Linked DNA regions of Sus scrofa: region 1 is linked to region 2. The links are chromatin contacts, called in public promoter capture Hi-C maps. All regions are on one chromosome and are shown on one strand. Each heading gives the region's core, a stretch centred on a gene start, on an enhancer-like site or on the middle of the called end of the contact. The rest is flanking DNA. Distances are from core to core; before and after follow the strand shown. Region 1 holds the start of ESAM (endothelial cell-selective adhesion molecule). Region 2 holds the start of SIAE (sialate O-acetylesterase).

Evidence for each region. Promoter capture Hi-C pulls out the DNA fragments that hold promoters and counts their contacts.
Region 1: a promoter capture Hi-C map of liver shows a contact between it and region 2, with 3 times the contacts expected there. The contact joins the promoter of ESAM here to the promoter of SIAE in region 2. A contact is called at or near these places in 5 of 5 promoter capture datasets (fetal liver, fetal skeletal muscle, liver and 1 more), 26 of 47 Hi-C or Micro-C datasets (alveolar macrophages, blood, brain and 14 more) and 2 of 2 datasets of contacts at active chromatin or transcription factors (alveolar macrophages and skeletal muscle).

Annotation. Positions count from the first base shown.
Region 1 is chr9:51,991,018-51,993,717 of Sscrofa11.1, reverse strand. ESAM (endothelial cell-selective adhesion molecule) reads left to right here and starts at 1,303. Exons shown (of 7, transcript XM_005667461.3): 1 at 1,303-1,538. The coding sequence starts at 1,469.
Region 2 is chr9:51,917,567-51,920,301 of Sscrofa11.1, reverse strand. SIAE (sialate O-acetylesterase) reads left to right here and starts at 1,328. Exons shown (of 10, transcript XM_013979526.2): 1 at 1,328-1,572. The coding sequence starts at 1,506. SPA17 (sperm surface protein Sp17) reads right to left here and starts at 1,386. Exons shown (of 5, transcript XM_003130022.3): 1 at 1,242-1,386; 2 at 1-169. The coding sequence starts at 142.

The DNA of each region.
Region 1 (2,700 bases), core at 54-2,553, 73 kb before region 2:
GAAGAAGCAGCTGAGAGGCTCTGTGGGGTGCTGTGTAGAAAAAGACCTTGGGCAATGCAGGCTCAAGGACCATAGTCAGTATTAAAACAGCAGAACTCCGTGGCATAAAAGGAATCCAGGAGGCCCGGCTGCTTTTCTTCTCAGTTAACTGCCACCCAGAGCAGGTAGCGCCAGGGATTTGTTATTATGTTTTCTGTCCTCGGTGACCTTTGCTCCGTGGGTTGACCCATACCCGGATGTTCGAAGCATCTTTATTTTGGCTGTTGGACTGGGAAGGCAGAACAGGTGCGTGCCTTTCTGTTAGGGATCTGTGGCCGCCAGAGGGCGCAGAGGTGCCTTCGACGGACTGGCGAGGAGAGGGACGGTTAAATTAAATTTCACAGCGAACAAGATCTATCCCCGGGAATTAAAGGATCAGATCAGGCGTGAGGTGGGATGGGAGGCGGCGAAGATGGGATAAATAAATGGTACTTTGTCCAGTCTACTTTCCCGCAGCGGCTTTTCAGAGTTGAGCGGGGAACTAGGCACCTGTTTCCTCAGTTTCCTGCTCAGCTCCTGGGGTATCCTTGCGTCAGTCATTTCCCTGCTCAGGTTTGCAACAGCAAGCCCCGGGTGACCTTCGGGCTGCGTTTTAGAGCACCTCTAAGAACCTGAGAGAGGCCCCCTTCTCCGCCCACTGGTGAACACTGTCCTAGCGTCCACAGCTGATGCAGCCTCGGGTGGGCGGGGCTCAGGAAGGGATGTGGCACGTGCAGGGATGGGCATCCTTTCCCCAGCCGCTCCCGCAGTCCGTCCTGTCCTGGGCTCCGGGAAACTGGTAGTTTCGGACAGCAAAACCTAGCCCGCGATGCCAGCACGTTGGCCTCTTCCTGCCGTTCCGACCCCCATTTGCAGACCCCCAGTGGTCCCGGGAAAACGCGGCCCCCCTCCTCTCCTCTTAGGCTGAGGACGCGGAACTCCCAAGCCCCGGCTGTTTAGGGTTTGGGTCCGGGTAGCCCCTGGACGTGGGATAATGTGCAAACCTCCCTTCCTTCTTGGCTCCCCTTTCTGTCCCACGCGGGCAGAAGGGCACGGTGCAGTACGATAGTTCAGGACCCTTCTCTTCGGCCCTCGCCTCCAGCTGGCTGTCGGGGCGCCGCGACTCACCTGACATCCCTCTGCGTCCTGACCTGTTGGAGGCCGCGGGATCCGGCCGTCGAAGCGTGAGGAGCGCCCCCTGCGGCGGGTCACCGGCGCGCCGGGCCCAGGAGGACCGCGACCTCTCCGCCCCCTCGAATGCCCCGCCCCCGAGTCCCTGTTGGTCCCCACCCCGCCACCGGCACACACACGCCCAGACTCTGGCCAGAGCTGCACTTGGTGTCAGTGGCCCGGCTCCTGCGTCCGATCCTGCTGTCGTGCAGCCTCAGCACCTGTCGGTCGGTGTGTCCCGGAGCCGGTACCCCTGACTCCATCCGGGCCAGGGAAGGCCATGATTTCCCTGCCCGGGTCCCCCGCGACCAACTTACTGCAGTTTTTGTTCCTGGGGCTGACTACTCTTGGTGAGTGAAACCCTGAACCTGGAAAGGACCTGAGGTGGGAGATGGGGTGAATCCGACCCTGGGGGAGGTGGTTTTGGGCACTGATGAGGAACTGGGTGGGCTGGGATTCCTGTCTTAGACGCTTTCCCTACCCCCACTGCTATTTTCCACCACACAAGGTATCACTGAGTAGTGCTGACTCTGTCCTTGCTGTGTCGGCAAACAGCCACCACTTTGGGCACAGTGTGTGCGGTGAGGGAGAGGGTTAGGACTCAGAACCATTCCTCACCCCCACTGCCCACCTCCACCCAGCAGAGCCGGATGAGCTGAGCTGCTAGATGAGACACTGGCTAAAGAGCTTAAGGACTTAACTCCAGTCCCCCCCCCATCCGTCCCCCCCACTTCCCACCGCTCAAGCTGATGTGCAAGAGCCCCTAGGGAATTCCCTGGTCTCTGGGCTTGACACACCATTTCATGTCAATTCCCCAGCCCAGATCCTCCCTCTTGCCCCCTCCTCCTGCTTCCTGCCCTGGGAATCAAGGGAGGTGCCCCCAAAAGCATGACCGTGAGGTCATTTGGGACACAGGAAATGGAGGAGGGGTTCGAATGCCTGGAGGAGCAGAATTGTGACACCATCCCCCCCCAGAGGTCCACCACCCCTAATCAGTTCCCAGAGCCAAAGGACAAAGGAGTCCCAGAGGAAGGGCGCCTCCTTGGAGCAAGTGCTTGAGGAGTATTGAAGGTGCCCAGGAGCACCCAGAAGCTGGAGGTGGCCCAGTGCAACATCTGGGGAGAAAAGGCCCCTTGGAAACTTAGCTGTTTCACATGCTGCCTCCCAGGCTTTCTTGCCATCCTTCTTCAAGGATTCCTGAATGGGGGTGAAGGGTGGGTTTGTCTGGTGCAGCTATAACTCCCACTTTCAGGCTGGAAGCCACCAGGGCAAGTAAAGCTTGGAAAGATGTAGAGAAAAATTCAACCACAGTGATGGGGACTGAGATGGGAATCACCTAACTCATCTGAGTCCCCTTTAGCCCAGTCTGCTGCAAGGGCATTAGGGGATGAAGTACCCCAGACAAAGTGGGGTTCAAGACCAGCCACAAAAAAGCAGAGACACCTTCCTGCCCCCTAGTCTTGGTGGGCCTGCTCCAGGATCCCTTGACTTCTTAGGCCCCCTTTCCCAAGG
Region 2 (2,735 bases), core at 79-2,578:
CTAGAAGATTCTCAAAATATGCTGCTGCAAAAGCTGGTATATTGTCGGGTTGCTCCCTCAGAATCTCGCGTGTGAGCCCTTCAAGTAGATTCCCAAATCCTTGTGGAATTCGGTAGTGGGTGTTGGAGAATGGAATCGACATCTCCTTGGAAGGAACTGTCTATTGTACCTAGAGATTCGTTAAAGATACTGTTTTTAAATTTGTCTTATTTTACTTATATAACCACAACTATGACAAATTATTTCTGAGACCCCAAACTTCTGGACTTCAATCCTTTTTACCCCCAACCCAACCCAAGTCTATCCATTGCTTCCAAAGATTTTTGAAATTTTCCCTTATTAGACTGTTAACAGTCTAATTTAATAGGTAAATCATTTTTTAAAATTACAAAAATCACAGATTTTTCACTATAATAAGTATTTTTTCTCACTCTGTCTTTTGAAGACAGAGTAATTTCTGCTATCCCACGGGGATTTAGAGTGATTATTATAAATTCATCTTAAATTGCCGAAAAGGCCCTGTTAAGGGTCTAAAATTAAAAAACAAAAAAACTAGTCCTTGTTAAAACTAACTTGTCGAATAAGTTTCACACAGTCTTTCCCTTAGCTTTCACTTCTGCTGCATGACCTGCAATGCCTCGTCGAAGCATCTGTATACTCTGGAAGGGGCAACGGGGCGGGGGTGCTGGGGGCAAGGTCATGATTTTGCAATTCCAGTCTTCAATGTTTGGGGAGTCTTATATTTTCTGGATTCATCTTGAACAGGTTTCTTTTCCTATCTTGGAATACCAGAGCTAGGTAAGAATAGCTGCTAGGCAGCATGTTGGGCTACTCAGTGTTCAAATAACACTCAGAGACCTGGCTTGTTTGTGTCAACGCTGCCGAGTAAGGTAGGGTCGGGGTCTAGGTTGGGACTACGTGGTTTAGTGAGGCCCAATCTGTAAAGATTTTTTCCCTTTCTCTTTTTGAGGGAACAGGAGATGGGGTATTAAATCATTCTAAGGTGAAAAGGTAGAGACCCTCAACCAAGGTGGGGCGAGGAGAGGGGTCGCAGGGGGAACACAGGTCTAGTCTGAGGCGCGACGTCGAGGATCTGGGATTTCACACTAGCAGAATGGGCTGCTTGGGGGCCAGTTTTCCCTAAGTTTCCCAGAATGCGGCGGGGACCCTGAGAGAATAAGAGAGGCGAAGGGGAAAGCGACGTCTCGATTTCGGAGAGGAAATGGGGTAAACCGCCTCACCTCTTCAATCGCTCTGAGCTGGAGCTGAAAGTTCCGGTTGTTTTTTCTCGTTGCCGGGAAACCGTTCCCCCTCAAACCATTCAACTACGGCGGCCGAGGAGAGCAAGGGCCAGCCCGGCGGCCGCGGACGGCTTCGCGGAATTAATGACCTGAGAAGGGCGGAGTCTGACCTTATCGGCCCTGCGCAGGCCCCGCCCACAAGGCTCCACCTCTGCTGGCGTCCGCACCGCCCCGGCGGCGCAGGGGTGCGCCCTCCTCGCAAACATGGTCGCTCTGGGGTTTGTGTTTGGGTTGGTGCTGTCGTTACTCTTGCCGGCCGACGCAAGTGCAGGTGAGGCGGCCGGGCTCGGCTCGGGCCGACCCCTGTCCGCCCGTCCGCCTATGCGGACTCTGAGTTACTCCGTAGGACGGCCCCCGAGTCCCCTTCTGTAGGTCTGGGACGGAACCCCGGGCCGAAGCCTGGTTCTCCTTGCAAGGCCTAGGCTGCCCCGGCCCGTCCTCTTTCTCCACTCCCTTCCACTGCCTTTATGATGCAGGGAGTGGGAGAGTTGGGTTTATCTAAGCGAGGGAAAGCCCAAATGTGCTCAGACCGAGGCCCTTAGTGTCTCTGAATAATTGCAGGGGAACTCGAAGGGGAGGGGGCGAAGCTAGTTAGATAATATTTGGAAACTGATGACTCAGTCATCCCAAACATTTCAGTGCTGCCCCCTCAGTGGCACCCTTGGGGAGGGTTTCCTTCAGGCTGGGTTCCTTGGGGGAATTAAATTTTACTAGTTTTAAGTGGTGATTAGGGCTAAGAAATACAACCCCCTCACTAGCTCAGAATATTTAAGACTCAGCTTTGATTCCTGCTGCAGCTCGCAGATATTGGTGGTGGGATAATATGCGTGGCATTGAGGAGGAGGGTGACTCACTTTGACTATTGTTCAGGTCATATATTGTTTCGTTTGAATACCCCGGGCTGGACGCTGGGTCACAGCCATGGAGAAACCAGAAGAGGGACCTTGTCCAGAAATGCAAGTAAAGGGATAATGCTGGATTTTTTTTTTTTTTCCCCCTTCTTTATCCGACCACTCAAATAGTGGACCCCAAAGGTCCCTGTTAAGAAAGGAAAGTTGAGGAGTTCCCGTCGTGGCTCAGTGGTTAACGAATCCGACTAGGAACCGTGAGGTTGCGGGTTTGATCCCTGCCCTTGCTCAGTGGGTTAAGGATCCAGCGTTGCCGTGAGCTGTGGTGTAGGTTGCAGACGTGGCTCGGATCCAGCGTTGCTGTGGCTCTGGCGTAGGCCGGTGGCTACAGCTCCGATTGGACCCCTAACCTGGAATCTACATATGCCACGGGAGCGGCCCAAGAAATGGCAAAAAGACCAAAAAAAAAAAAAAAAAAAAAAAAAAAAGTTGAGGTGGGAGAACAGAGTCAAGAAAAATGACTGCAGCTCTGCCTAAGAACCCACACAGTGCCCAGATGCAGACAAACTGCAGCCCATAAATGGTT